2 separate regions of the Macaca mulatta genome follow, and region 2 is linked to region 1. A link is a contact called in public Hi-C data. All regions are on one chromosome and are shown on one strand. Each heading gives the region's core, a stretch centred on a gene start, on an enhancer-like site or on the middle of the called end of the contact. The rest is flanking DNA. Distances are from core to core; before and after follow the strand shown. Region 1 holds the start of SRGAP1 (SLIT-ROBO Rho GTPase activating protein 1). Region 2 holds the start of XPOT (exportin for tRNA).

Region 1 (7,904 bases), core at 2,366-4,865:
GATCACCTGAGGTCAGGAGTTCGAGACCAGCCTGGCCAACGTGTCGAAATCCCATCTCTACTAAAAATACAAAAATTTGCTGGGCATGGTGGTGTGTGCATGTAATTCCAACTACTCCGGAGGCTAAGGCAGGAGAATCACTTGAACCCAGGAGGCGGAGGTTGCAGTGAGCCGAGATCACGCCACTGCACTCTGGCTTGGGCGGCAGAGTGATTCTCCATTTTATGTGTGTATGTGTATATATATATCTCCTATTTAGATATCTATCTATCTATATATATATAAAAGATATATATACACACATACACATACATATATATATATATAAAAAAATAAAAAATAAAAAAAATTCCATATCTGAAGTCATTCCTTTAGGTCAAAACATTATCTCAAAAATTCCGAGATAAATAGAGTTGTTATTAGGGAAAATGGGAGAGAGTAAGAGAGGAAAATATTCTAGGGTGTTAGGTTCTAAGTTAGAACGTCAAAAAACATACATATAATCAGAATGACTCTTGAAATCACCCACACACCTAAGTCACCTAGAGAGTCCAATATGTATGTTTATTAATTGTGTTCTTCTTGAGACGGAGTCTCGCTCTGTCAGCCAGTCTGGAGTGCAGTGGTGCAATTTCAGCTCACTGTAACTTCTGCCTCCTGGGTTCAAGCAATTCTCCTGACTCAGTCTCCAGAGTAGCTGAGATTACAGGCATGCACCACCACATCCAGCTAATTTTTGTATTTTTAGTAGAGACAGGGTTTCACCATGTTGGCCAGGCTGGTCTCAACCTCAAGTGATCCGCCCACCTTGGCCTCCCAAGGTGCTGGGATTCCAGGCTTGAGCCACCGTGCCTGGCCTAGGCTTATGTCTTAATGAGTTCCACAGAGCTAGGTTTTTCTTCAGCAATAGAACAGAATTTTTTTTTTTTTTATCGTCAGATAAAGTTGCTGACTGTAATTTAAAAAGCAGGTTGTTCCAAATACATATACCTTTGTTTATTTATTTATTTATTTATTAGACAGAGTCTCATTCTGTCACCCAGGCTGGAGTGCAGTGATGTGATCTCAGCTCACTGTAACCTCTGCCTCCTGGGTTCAAGTGGAACCACAGGCACACTGGGACCACAGGTGTGTGCCACCACACCTAGCTAATTTTTGTATTTTTTGGTAGAGATGTGGTTTATCTACCAAAATGTTGGCCAGGCTGGTCTCGGACTCCTGACCCCAAGTGATCTGCCTGCCTCAGCCTCCCAAAATGCTGAGATTACAGGCATGCACCACTGCATCTGGCCCCAAAACACAGACCTTTAAATAACAGACAGCACTCTGCGAGGGTAGAGAAAAACCAGAGTCTTGTCTCCCATGCTGTCCTTACTAAGGGGCCTACTCTCCCTGCATTGGACAGCTGGCCTCATGCACTATTTGCCTGTTATTTTTCTCCCACTCTCTTCTTGATTTGCCTAGAAGTACCAGGTGAATTTGTGCCATTTAATGCTTATATGATCTGACTCCGTGATATTCCCTTATTCCCACTTTTGTGTATGGATGTAGTGATCTAGGTTAGATACTGGATGTGTAGGTTACTGAAGGAGGAGGTAAAGCCTGGACACAGGGCAGGCAGGTACGGTGAAGAGTCCTAAAGCAGCCTAGGGACTTGTGGGTGTGTGGAAGGGAGAAGTGTTGAAGGAAATAGGGAGAAGGTCACTGGCTGTGGGAGAGACTTAGTTCCAAATGTGATTTTCACCACGTTCATGATTTTTCTTCCATTTGAATTTGACAGACACATTGCAACACATCCCATTTCGCTGATTTTCCAATAAGGATTTGATCACTGGCAAGTGACCTTACAGCAAAGATAAAGAAATCAACATTTGGAAGTGCATTTGCCAATTAGAGCTCCAGGCGGCAGAAAAACCAGACCGCCACCCCTTGAAGACCTGCCACAAAGAGCCATGTGGAAAAACTGCACAGAGAAATGGTGGTTGTGAACAAGAGTACTGCCTTGGAATGAAAGGTTTTAGGCTATGTTGGACTCACCGAAAAAAGAAAGGTTAGTCTCATTAGAAAGTTTACCTGGCTCTAAGAAAATAACGGCTAACACAACTTCCATAGCAATAAAACAAGTTCCTGTAAGTATAAATTATCATAATTCCAAGCAGACAAAAATCTGTGTCTACTGAACAATGTTTAGCTTAACTCCGTTATAGGGGTCAGCCTAAAGATAACCTAAGTTATCTTGCATATTGTGTCTGCTGTGGCCACAATGAGTTGGTCTCGATTCACACTGGATGATACAGGATTTCTCCACCAGGTCCTCTCACTGGACTCCAGGCATTTTTACAACTTGACCACACAAAAGAACACTCAGGCTGCTCCTCCCTTGCTCAAGGGAAGTACAGTAATGCCTTTCTCCGTAACCCTTTCATAAGACTGTGCATAGACAAACACAGGTGTGTACATAACAATCTTTATGAACTTTGCATTGAATGTGTCAAAGAACAGCGGGCGATCCCAACATTCCATCCATTGTCTCAATCAGGAAAGCTACTCCTGAGACATCAGGAAGGAGGAGGAAAAAATTCAACTAACATATGTTTACGAAACACTTCAGCAGCAAAAAATACTTGTATTGGAGAGAAAATATATTTTTTTTAATCACAAGGCATAGAAAGTAAAAATAATTAATCAGCCTTAATTAGGTTTCCTTCATTAGTTGACAATGCAAATCGATTGAAACTACTACTCAAATATTCAAACCTTCATTTTACATGCAAGTGGCTTCCAGCAAATGATAAAGCAATATTCCCATGTGAATGTGAAAGATGGCAATGAATTCTGGCCCATTATAAAGGAGGAGTCAGATTCCACTAGTCACTGCTTCGTTTAACTGCCAGGCTTTCAGGGAGCTATTTAATAAAAGGGGGACTCGCCCTAATAAATTGTGAGCGGTGTAAATAGGTGAGCGGTGTAAATACCTGAAATAGCCTGCACTCAATGAGGCTGGAGACCGCGTGGGGTTCACAGACTTTACAAATATGATTCCGTAAAAAAATTACGTAGTGACAATCATACTATTTAAAAAGAATAATGACGGTGATAATAATAGCTGGACAGGATGCATCTCTGCTGTCTGCTTCCCACAGAAGTTGCCCAGCTGAAGGTGGTTAAGTTAAAGCCAGTCCTCTCCCCATTGGAGATGCGGGCTGGCAGCTGGCGAGGGGAGGTCACCGGTTTCCAGCTTCCCGTGGGTTTGACGGGACTGGGATTGCAACTGGGAACTAAGTGACTTGTAGGAAGCCCGGGTGGCTCAGCCAGGGCTCGAGCTGTCCCCTCACCACCTTCCTCCCACGCAGACACCAAGTTAGAAACGCAACTCCACAAGCACAATGACAAGAAGGCACACAAAAGGAGCAAGGCAGCCGCTCCCATCCTTACCTTTGACTTGACTTTCATACTCGGCTATGATCTCTTTGTCCTTCTTGAATCGGCTCGGGGTGGACATTATCCAGCTGTTCTGGGTTTGCTTTCAATGGGCAAGTTCTGTTCAGTGGTCACAACCAGTTCTCCTTGGAGAGGCAGAGTTGTACTCTCACACGCCGGGAATCCAGAGGCAGCGCCGACCCGAGGGAAGGGAGGAGGGAGAGGAGAGGGAGGAGGAGGAGGGAAAAAGGAGCGAGTAGAGAGGACTAGATTAGCCCGGGCGCTGGCACCATACTCTCGGAATTGAGCTCCGTCGGTGATCCCAGGGAATCCCCGGGGTCGGGGCTGGAGAGGCCGGACACGCAGGCAAACTCCAGCGAGCGAGTGGCGGGGGACGTCTCCCTGCCCACCTCGCCGAGAGCCCAGCCACTTCCTCTACGGCCGCTGGGCGGGCGCGGGGCTCGCGCCGGCGCTCCGCACCATTGTTCGAGACACGCACCGGGCGCCCGGGACAGGACCAGCGGCGGAGAGCAGGCGCCGGGAACGCGCCCAGGTCGAGCGCCACAACCCTCCCTTCCTGCCTCCAGCCGCCGGCTCCGGCGCTCAATGGTCCCGCCCGGGCTGGGGATGCTGCTGCCACGGCCGCCGCTCCTCTGCCCGCAGACACCGCCGCTACCGCTCGGCAGGCGAAAGGAATCGCAATCCTAACGCGAGTCCCCGCTGCTGCTGGGAGGGTGAAGGCGGCGACGCTCAGACGCGCCCTGGGCACAGCTCCGGCGGAGTTTAGGTCTCTAGAGCCGGCGCCGCGAGAGGCCTCTGCCTCCCTGGCCGCGGTGCGCCGAGGCTGCCTTTCTCTGCGTCCCCCTTTCCGCTGCTGCCCCCAGGAGGCCGCCGGTGACAGGCACACTCGCACACGCACGCGGGAGCCGCGCCCCCGGCGGCCGCAAAGTTGAGGATGCACATACGGCTCGCGCCTCGCGGGCGCCCGGCGAGCGATCTGCGGGCGGCGGCTGCTCCGGGCTCCGCCAGGCGGGGCTAGGCTCGCGGGAGCGGACGGCGCTCGGGTCTGTGCCCTTCTCCGTCCAAGCCCCCGCCCCTGCTCCGCGAGGAAACGCCTGGCTGGTCCGGGAAGATGGATGCCTGTTGTGGCCAACCGCAGCCCGGCCCCGCGCGCCGAGCCCAGGAGGCCGTGGGCGGTGCCCCCCGCACCTCTCCGCCGAGGCGCCGCTTCACCGCTGGCCGAGGTCGTGGCTCCGGCTGCAGGAAAACCTCTTCCCGACCTGTGGGACCGCCTTCGGGCTCTGGCGGGGGCTCTGGTGGGGCTTTTGCCAGAATCTAATGGGGAAGTCCAGAGTTGGATGTCTCCATGACACAAAGGGACGTTACTCCGAGACACTGGACCCCAGTAGAAAAACTGAACACTGAATTGTGAATGACCTGGCTGTTAATCCAAAAAGCGCGAAGCTCTTCAATCGAGGCGGAGAAAAACACCCACCTTGAACACCATATCCTCTATTCCTACAAGTAACTAGGGAAGCTAGGATGGTGGGAAAGCGACGGTATGGGAAGTCACACGGTGTTGTTCGCTTACTTATTTATTTACTAAACTCCAGATTTTATTCCGATTTTACTAATGTTTTCTACTAGAGTCATTTCTGTTCCAAGATCCAACACAGGACGCCACATTTCACTTAGTACTTTTACAATTTTTTTTTCTTTGTTTTGGGTTTTTTTGTTTTTTTTTGTTGTTGTTGTTGTTTTGTTTTTGTTTTTGTTTTTTCAGACAGAGTCTCAGTCTCGCCCAGGCTGGAGTGCAGGGGCACGATCTCTGCTTACTGCAACCTCCGCCTCCCGGGTTCAAGTGATTCTCCTGGTTCAGCCTCAAGAGTGGTGTGACTACAGGCACCCGCCACTATGCCTGGGTAATTTTTGTATTTTTAGTAGAGAAAGGGTTTTGCCATGTTGTCTAGGCTGGTCTTGAACTCCTGACCTCAAGTGATCCGCTCACCTCGGCCTCCCAAAGTGGTGGGATTACAGGTGTGAGCCATGGCGCCCAGCCTCATTTTTAACAGATACCTTTTACAAGATCTGTCATGTCTAGTCTCTTTTTATTTTATTTGTTTATTTTCATTTTAGTACACACGGGGGTCTCCCTATGTTGTCCAGGCTGATCTGAAACTCTAGTCTCTTTTTGAACAATATAACGAAGAATTTACCTTGCCATCCTCGCATGGTTCAGGTGTTATTTGTGTTAAGTACTTTAAATCCATACTTGCCAGCCTGTTAAACTTTTTTATTCTTTTTTTTTTTTTTTTGTAGAGATGAGGCCTTGCTCTATTGCCCAGGCCGGTCTCAAACTCCCGGCCTCAAAAGATTCTGGCTGGGCACGGTGGCTCACGCCTGTAATCCCAGCACTTTGGGAGACCGAGGTGGGCAGATCACGAGGTCAAGAGTTCGAGACCAGCCTGGCCAACATGGTGAAACCCCGTCTCTACTAAAAATACAAAAATTAGCCGGGCATGGTGGCATGTGCTTGTAATCCCAGCTACTCAGGAGGCTGAAGCAGGAGAATCACTTGAACCCAGAGGGTGGAGGTTGCAGTGAGCCGAGATTGCACCACTGCACTCCAGCCTGGGCGACAGAGCAAGACTCCTTCTCAAAAAAACAAAAACAAACAAACAAAACAACAACAACAAAAATTCTCCAACCTCAGCCTCCCAAAGCACTGGGATTACAGCCATCAGCCACCACACCTGGTTTTGTTAGCCTTTTTGTCTCACAGTTACCACTTGAGATATTTACTGACTCCCTTCAAATCAATTCTCAAATATTATGGACCTGATTTCTCAAAATGATGTGTCCGAAGGCGTGTCCCCTATCAAGTGTTTTCCCTGCAAGATCTAAAGAAAGTAGGGACTTTTAGACTTTGATCATTCTTTCATGTATCCAGTGGTCGGCTCTCCAGTTCTTAACTGTGTGCCAAACACCAACCTAGGAACTAGGGGATTCAGAGATTAACACTGCCGGAAAGGATCATACAGTCTATTATTGTATAAATAAATAATTACAAGAGGTACAATAATGCTGTGAGAGAGAGAAATACTCCCAGTCTTGGGAGCACTGGGGATGGAAAAACAGACTGCAAAAGAGGATTGGGTGTAAGAGTTCGCAGAGGAGTGGTATTTGAGCTGGATTTAAAGGATGAATAGTAAGTAGCTGGCAACTTTAGGGAGGCAAAGGGATGCATTCCAGGGAAAAGGAAGAGTGTTATACTCTAGAGGAATTGCAAATAGAGTGACAAGATATCTTCCACTAAGATACCAGATCTCTGATAGATGGTGAAAAATAATGTAAAATTTTTAATATATGTATATGCATGTGTCAGCTGATAGTATGTGGACATTGTTAATCGCACTGCTTTTTTAAAATTTAATTTTAGCAAATTTTTTTTTTACTTTATAACAACAGAATATATGTAAAGAAAATATGCCAATTTTTTTTTTTTTTTTTTTTTTTTAGTTTTTTTTCATTTTACCATACAGGCGGTTATACTATGGCACCCCTGGCTGCCCTAATTTCACGTGGAGTTGTCTTATGTGAGAGTGTACGGTGAAGAGAGAGCAGAGGCTGGAAAGGAAGGTCAGGGCCAGCTGGGAGAGTCCTCCTGTGCCATGCTAAGATCTTGGACACAGTTCTGCAGACAGCAGGGAGCCTTTTACGTAGAGAAGCATCACGATCAGATTTGTGTTTTATAAAGATAACTTTTGGCAGTGTAGAAGGATGGGTTAGCCAATAGAGAAAGAGAGGCCAGGCAGGCAGCCCACTTAGGTGATAATCATAGTCACATCTAAATGGAATTCATATCCATGGTGCTGTTGGGATTTGTTTCATATTTGCACCTGGGAAGGACAAGTTGACAGCAGAGATTGCAGCACCTAGAAATGAATTGTTGCCTGAGTCTAGACCTAAACCAGTGTGTTGCAAACAAGCCCCAGAGACAGGGTGCCCAGAGGTGAATCCTAAATCTGCTCTTTCCTAAGGGATCTGGTAAAAATTACTATTTCTCTCTAGGCCTTAATTTGTAAAATGGGTTACAGACTATCCTCATCTGTAAAATTGGTTAATGCCTAAGTCCTGGGGATGTTATAAGCACTTACTGAGATGAACCCTTTAAAGTACTTGTAGGCCATGGTATACACCCAGTGAGTATTAGTTATCTTTACTATTATTATCTCAGTTTTACTCTTCCTAATAGAAAGCTATCTAAAAATCAGAGATAGGCTGGGCATGGCGGCTCATGCCATAATCTAAACACTTCAGGAGGCTGAGGTGGGAGGATTGCTTGAGCCCAGGGGTACAAGACCAGCCTCATTTCTACAAAGAATAAATAAAGATCAGAGATAATATTTCATCTTTAATTTTATTATGGTGTCCAATACACAGTCAATAAAATGTATCGAATATTAATGCCACCATTGGTAGGC
Region 2 (7,904 bases), core at 3,974-6,473, 540 kb before region 1:
AAACCATTAAGGTAAGTGTTAAAACAGCTTGTATAGATCAAGCCAAGCATTGAGAAAATAAAATACACATGTCTGCTTCTATGGAAAGTCTCTCAAACGAATCCTTTGCATTACAACTTTTAAATAATTAGAAATAATGACTGATGTGGCATAAAGATCCGCCTTGAATCATATGAGATTTTAATACTTTTGTTTGGCCAGGTAAACAGAAAGTAAATCATAATACTCACTGTTTCTATATTCAAAATATATTCAAATATCTCAAATTTTTTTGTTTCTGTTCATTTCTACCCAAAGTAGACCTTTGCCAGGTACATTTTTATTCAAGTCCCCTAATGCCAATCTGTGGTGACATGGTTTAAAAAATGATTCAGCAGAGTAACTTACCCTTTGTCTAAAGTCTGAATCAGCATTTGGATTTAGCCCTAATAGAGCCTGTTCATCCATCCTTGCTGCTATACTTGGAGTTTTCTGGTTACAATAGGCGTGCCCTCTGATCCCACAGAAGAATTTATAAACATCTGCCACAAAAAACAAAGTTGAAAGAAAACATTACTTGATAAACAAATAGATGCTTATCCCGAATAACGTAAATGGATAAAATCATGCAAAGAAGCTTAAATGTTTAAAGAACTTCTTTTGGAACTTATTTAAATCACAATGAAAAGTTAGAGCCTAATTCTCAGAAAAATGGGCTCTGCTAACTACTCCATTAATGTGTAATTTCTAAAAATCTTAAAGTATGCCATTAAGGTCCTCAAGCTTTTTTAGTCTTCAAGATCTTCTTAATAAGGTATAGAAAGTAATCATTTTCTACTTTAAATAGTAGATGCACCTAATTTATGCAGTATTTTACTTATCTCTGGTACTTAAAAATGCAATTGTGCAAGTGCAGTTAAGTATAAAAATGACAAAACCTATTTTATTACAGTAATTATAATACTTTGTCTACTTACAGATACCAATATCACAAACCTTCTTTAAAACATTAGAATGGCTGACCTCAGAGTTCAATATCCTTTGGAGTGTTTACTAAATACCACAACAGAAGTCTAACGAAAGGAACTTCAGTCATTCAGCTTTTGAGCAATGGACTTAGTTTTGCATTTTATAGATCTCTGCTTTTGCCAGCCAATTCTAGAAATTTCAAAAAAAAATTTTCAATACTAGATACAAAAACCCACAAACCAGCCAGGCACAGTGGCTCACACCTGTAATCCCAAACTTTGGGAGGCCGAGGTGGGCAGATCACTTAAGGTCAGGAGTTCAAGCTAGCCTGACCAACATGGTGAAACCCTGTCTCTACTAAAAAGACAAAAATCAGGCAGGCGTGGTGGCACACACCTGTAATTCCAGCTCCTCGAGTGTCTGAGGCACAAGAATCGCTCGAACCCAGGAGGCAGAGGTTGTAGTGAGCCAACCCTGTGCCACTGCACTCCAGCCTGGAGAACAGAGTGAGATTCCATCTCAAAAAAAAAAAAAGTCCACAAATGACTTAACACTGACTACTCTTATTTAAGATTTTTTTTTAATCTCTGAGAAGTAATCTACTTCTTCACAATATAGGTTCTAACATTCTCAAATAATAAGCCGCAAAAGGCATCCTAGTTTTTGATAGAATGTATATTCATTTGAGCAAACATGGAACAAACTCTAAATGATGTGAAAATGTTATTTATTTTCTCAAGACCTGTAAGGTAGGGAAACCGAGTCTTACTACTTCCATTAAAGGCTGTGGGGGGCCGGGCATGGTGACTCATGCCTGTAATCCCAGCACTTTGGGAGGCCGAGGCAGGTGGATCACTTGAGGTCAGGAGTTCAAGACCAGCCTGGCCAACATGGTAAAATCCCCTCTCTACTAAAAATACAAAAAAATTAGCGGAGCATGGTGGCACACACCTGTAATCCCAGCTACTTGGGAGGCTGAGGCAGGAGAATGGCTTGAACCCAGGAGGTGGAGGTTGCAGTGAGCTGAGATCATGCCACTGCACTCCAGCCTGGGCGACAGAGAGACTGTCTCAAAGAAAACAAAAAAAGGCTGTGGGGTATTTCATTTCAATTATAATAACCAAAGACGCCAAAAGACTAATTGGGTTGGGGGTAGGGGAGAAAAGCCTTTTAAGGGAATAGCAAAGCCAGGCTCAGATCCAGGTTACAGGATACCTACAACATGCTTTTCTATTTTCCTCTGAGCCTGCCTGAATCAAATAACTCAGGATATGGACTGAGAGCTTTGAAGACAGCTCAGCCCTTTCTCTTATGGTTCATATCATACTTGCAGACTTCAAGGCAGTGTAACTCCCTGCTGCCTTCAGATTATGATCCAAACACTTCTGAATGACTCCTCACTATTCTGCACCCCAGGTCAGCAAGGCCAGTGCTAGTGAACCACATGGCAGTTCTCCAATGGTATTCCACCTTTCATCTTTGCACACTGCTCTTTCTTCTTGTTAGTAGGTTAACCCCTGCTGTTCTTTGAAATTCAACATAGAAGCCATCTCTTTCAGGAACACTTATTTGACCCCTATTGTCCAACTCTCCCAAATTGGATTACATGCCCCATCCTAAGCTGTGCTATGTTGTCACTGCCAGCTTACTAGTTGTCTCTGACTAATCTTTTTTTTTTTTTTTTTTTTTTTTTTGAGACAGTCTCACTCTGTCGCCCAGGGTGGAGTGTAGTGGCACAATCTCGGCTCACTGCAGCCTCTGGCTCCCGGGTTCAAGTGATTCTTCTGCCTCAGCCTCCCGAATAGCTGGGATTACAGGGGTGAGCCACCACACCTGGCTAATTTTTGTAGTTTTTAGTAGAGATGGGGTTTCGCCATGTTGCCCAGGCTGGTCTCGAACCCCTAACCTCAGGTGATCTGCCTGCCTCAGCCTCCCAAAGTGCTGGGATTACAGGTGTGAGCCACTCGGCCATCTCTCATAATCTTAAAGGGCAAGGACTGTCTTCACTATCCATCGCTATGTCCCTAGGACATAGTAGAGCATAGGTTTTGGATTTCAAAGACCTGGGTTTATATCCTCATCTTGTCATTTTTAAATTGGGGCCACTTGGACAACTTACAAAACCTAAGAGAACCCTTTCTATGACATGGGAAAAAGACCATCTGCCTCATAAAGTTGTAAAGGCTTCAAAGAGATAAGGTATGCAGAGCATGGCTGGCACATAGTGAGCCCTCAATAGGTTGTTTATAATTAGAGGCAGGAACATGGGGGATGGAAACTACTTGGGGCATTCTTTTACTAGTAGATCAGCATTTTTAAAAGATAGAAAAACACAAAGAAAGGCACTGGTTCCCTTCGCTCCCCCTAAATGTTAAGAAAATCTGATGTATATTCCCCTGAAAAATGCACACAGAGGGAAAAAACAATTTCGGAGTTTCTAAGAATCCCAGATTGAGAAGTCCAATAAAAGCTTCCTTGAATTTGCTAGGGCTTTTTTAAAAAAATGCTGGCCGGGCAGGGTGGCTCATGCCTGTAATCCCAGTACTTAGGAAGGCCGAGCGGGGGAGGGATCACCTGAGGTGTACGGAGTTCCAGACCAGCCTGACCAATATGGAGAAACCCCGGCTCTACTAAAAATACAAAAATTAGCCGGGTGTGGTGGCACATGACTGTAAGCCCAGCTATTCGGGAGGCTGAGGTAGAAGAATCGCTTGAACCTGGTAGGCAGAGTTGCAGTGAGCAGAGATAGTGCCATTGCACTCCAGCCTGGGAGACAGAGTGAGACACTGTGTCAAAAAAAAAAAAAAAAAAAGCTTAAGCTTGGTCAAGTCACTCTGAAGCTATCAGGAGAAAAATCAAGTGGCCCTAAGGAAAACAGCCAATAAACCCAAGGAAACAAACTAGTTACAGTTGTCACTACAAAAAGAATCCTCCACAGAGAAGGCACTTGGACGATCAATATGCACACGGGGCACGGTGGTTCACGCCTGTAATCCCGGCACTTTTGGGAAGCCGAGGCGGGTGGATCACGAGGTCAGGAGATCGAGACCATCCTGGCTAACACGGTGAAACACCGCCTCCACGAAAAATACAAAAAGTAGCCAGGTGTGGCAGCGCGCGCCTGTAACAGAGCTACTCGGGAGGCTGAGGCAGTAGAATCACTTGAACCTGGAAGGCACAGGTTGCAGTGGGCCGAAATGGCATCACTGCACTGCAGCCTGGGCGACAGAACGAGACTCCGTCTCAAAAAAAAAAAAAAAAAAAAAAACCCCAAAATTTGTTTTAATACGGTAAACAATTATGCATCGTGCAAAGGTTCTGGGGGAAGGCGAGCAACATACTTGAAATATTAAGCCTTAACTTTTCCTGGACAGCCATTAAGAATCAAACAATTTGGAAAATTCCTCTACACCTACTGAAGACTGTTTCAAAGACTACGACTGTATCTTTCCAGCCTTTTAACACCACGCTGACAAGTCGGTTTAATAAAACTGAACTCTCCCCCCAACCCCCGCCCGCCACAACTAATTAGCACTTTCAAAAAGTACTCGTTTTTCTGGTTACAGGAAAACCTCATGCTTCTCTAGTCCTGCAGGATAGTGAGGAAGATTTGAGAAGAAATGGAGCGTCCGTGCTGGCCAATTACTGCACAGAAATAACACGTTTCCTCCTTTTTGTCCAGGAGTGGGGAAAGAATCAAGTTTGAGGTCTCCACAGTTGATAAGGCTACAACGATGACTAACGGGCTTGGGAACCACAGGCGATGCCGACCCTCCTCGGCTAGCCTTGCTCCCATCCCTCCCCCGATCCCTCCCCTAAAGGAAGCCTCGTGGCAATTCGGGTGATGAAACATCAGGCAACGGGCGGCCACGCACTCGGGACGCGCTCCTCGGCGGCGGCCCCGGATCGTACCCACCCCCACCCGGTCCGCCCAGCCTGGAGGTGCACCGCCATGGAGGGTCCCAAGCCTGCACCCTCCCGGGCGTCGGGACTCCCCTGGGCCGGTCCGCCCCGGCCAACTTCCTCGAAGCCTCACGCGGACCAAATCCGGCCCGGTCCCGCCGCCCCCGATCCCCGAGTCACCTTCCCTATCACTCCATCCCGCCTCCCAGCCTGCACTCCAGATGGTCAGCCAGCGGAGCGGAGCGGCGCGGCACGCAGAGAGCTCGAAGAGCGGCCCTCGTCCTCGTCGCCGTAGTCCTCCGCCACGGCCGCAGCGCCAACGCCAGAGACGGAGCTGGCCGGGACCGCGCGCCTCTAGTCGCTCCGCGTCCCCTGGCACCTTCTCTTGCGTGGCGCCGGGCAGGCAGGCAGGCAGGCAGGCAGGCAAGCAAGCAAGCGGGCGGGGTCAGCGCCCCAGGAAGGGAAAGAGCGCGAGGGCCGGCTAACGCCGCCGCCGCCGCCGCCGCCGCTGAGTCAGCGCGAAGCGCGCTCCCCGCGTCGGTGCCGCGCGGGCGGGCGCCGGCGCCAGCAGTCTCATGGAGAGTGCGGGCGGCAGCCCGCGGGCTGGGGCTGGAGGCCTACAACTCCCAGCATGCAGCGAGCGGGCGGCGCTTCCGGGCGGCGAGGTGCACACGCGCTCCCTGGCGCTCGCCGGAAGGCGTGGTCGCCGGGGCTTGAGGTGCATGCCGGGATGAGGCGTCCGGCACGGGAGTCCCTACCCAGCTCTTGAATCCCCGGCTGTGTCTGTCTGGTGTCAGAGCTCAAGCGTCAGGTTCGCCCCATGCGTTCCACAAAGGCTTCTAGTAGTTAAGAGTACGGATTCACGAATCAAGATGACGTGGTTCTAACCACGTGTGAGTCAGTTTAATTGCTTGCCTACGGCCCCAAGTGTCCCGAGTCCAGCAGTGTAAAGATCTGCTGGTGAGTGCTGACAGTTTTTCAAAATTTATGTATTTATTTATTTAGTTATTCTTTGAGATGGATTCTCGCTCTGTCGCCCAGGTTGGGGTGCAATGGCGAGATCTTGGCTCACTGCATCCTCCGCCTCCGGGGTTCAAGCAGTTCTCCTGCATCAGCCTCCTGAGTAGCTGGCATGACAGGTGCGCTCCACCAGGCCCGGCTAATTTTTGTATTTTTCTTAGAGACGGGGTTTCACCATGTTGGTCACGCTGGTCTCGAACTCCTGACATAAAGTGATCGCCTGCCTTGGCCTCCCAAAGTACTGGGATTACAGGGGTGAGCCACCGTGTCCGGCCCAAAATTTATCTTAAACAGACTAAAATTCTGTCCATCAAAAGAAGGAGAGCATTCTTAGGAAGCCCTACTCACGGGTTCTTTCGATGCCACTAAATGTCACTTCATTTATTTGGTCACAGATTTATTAATGTATTAATGCAATATAGAGGCAGCGTAGGCTTAGGCTGCCTCGACTTGACTGCCAGGCCGCCTCCTTACTAGTTGACCGCAGGCACTTTACTTTAGTCTATCCATGCTTCAGTTTACTAGTATGTAAAATGGGGATTGTAATAGTACGGACCTCAAAGGGTTTCTGTGAGGTTTGAGTTAATACATGTGTTTGACACACAATGTGCTCAATATTTACATTTCATTGTTGATTATTCAATATGTACGAAATACAGACTAGGTTGCTGCCCCAGACTACAAACAAAATTTGGAGAGGGAGGGATGGTAAGAGCATAGAATAAAACTAATGTAACAGTTTCACGGCTACATTTATATAGCTGGACAAGACACTACACCAGGCATTTCCTATATAAAATACCTTGTGAAACCCTGTCTCTACTAAAAAATACAAAAAACTAGCCGGGCGAGGTGGCGGGCGCCTGTAGTCCCAGCTACTCGGGAGGCTGAGGCAGGAGAATGGCGTAAACCCGGGAGGCGGAGCTTGCAGTGAGCTGAGATCCCGCCACTGCACTCCAGCCTGGGCGACAGAGCAAGACTCCGTCTCAAAAAAAAAAAAAAAAAAAAAACAAAAACAAAAACAAAAAAACAAAAACCTTGAATCACTCTGGCATCATGTTTCTAATTTATGTGTTTAAAATGTCAGGCTAGTGGCTACAAGATGTAGCTAAAGGAGAATTGGGTTTTGATTTTTTTTTTTTTTTTAAGAAAGGGTCTCGCTCTGTTACCCAGTCTGGAGTACAGTGGTCATAGCTCACTGCAGCCTTGACCTCCCAGTCTCAAGCAATCCTCCTGCCTCAGCTGCCCAAGGAGCTGGGACTACAGGTGCACACCACCATACCTGGCTAGTTTTGTTTTTGTAGCGATGGGGACTTGCTGTGTTGCCCAGGCTGATCTCTAACTCCGAGGCTCAAATGAACCTCCCACCTCAGCCTCCCAAAGTGTTGGAATTACGGGTGTGAGTCCCTGTGTCAGGCCTTAATTTTCTTCACACGGCTTTCAGTTGGCTTCCTAATGAAATAGGTTCTTTGTTGTTGTTCTGTTATACAAATTTTCTTTTGATTGTAATCCTTGCATGCACTATGTTTCTACTATTCAAATTATTAATGCTAGGTATCTCTTGTTCTACTTCTGAGAAAACCAAAGTCATGGTGTTCTCAAGACGAGAGATAATTCAACAAAGCCTGTGAATCTCCTTCATTTGGAATCTCTCTGGGTCCAATCTGTTTTCCACTGCTAGGTTGCTGCTGCTAAAGCTATATCATATGAAACCACCCTCCCTAAAAGCTCAGGGACCATCTCCAAATAGGAGGGCGAGTGCGACTGTAAGAGCTGGATTGATGGGTGGAATCTGGAAGCTAAAGTAACTCCATCTTTGGTACTAATCTGCCATGTTGGCTTCTGATTAACCCCTGTTCCCGGAAGTCCTCTTAAGATTTCAAGTTGTGTGAGAGCACATACTGTAAATCCTGCCTTTAGGTCAAAACCTTGATGTTATTGTGCTTCTGTTGTCTACACATCCTGATGTGGTTTGGCTGTGTCTCCACCCAAATCTCATCTTGAATTGTAATTCCCATAATCCCCTCAGGTTG

The links. Hi-C and Micro-C count contacts between places; a contact is called where the count stands out from the background.
Region 2: a Hi-C map of fetal cortex germinal zone shows a contact between it and region 1, with 2.7 times the contacts expected there. The contact joins the promoter of XPOT here to the promoter of SRGAP1 in region 1. A contact is called at or near these places in 2 of 14 Hi-C or Micro-C datasets (fetal cortex germinal zone and fetal cortical plate).

What each region holds. Positions count from the first base shown.
Region 1 is chr11:70,981,809-70,989,712 of T2T-MMU8v2.0, reverse strand. It overlaps SRGAP1 (SLIT-ROBO Rho GTPase activating protein 1), which reads right to left and starts at 3,615. Exons shown (of 22, transcript XM_015152204.3): 1 at 3,436-3,615. The coding sequence starts at 3,502.
Region 2 is chr11:71,525,717-71,533,620 of T2T-MMU8v2.0, reverse strand. XPOT (exportin for tRNA) reads right to left here and starts at 5,223. Exons shown (of 25, transcript NM_001258184.1): 1 at 5,032-5,223; 2 at 388-521. The coding sequence starts at 447.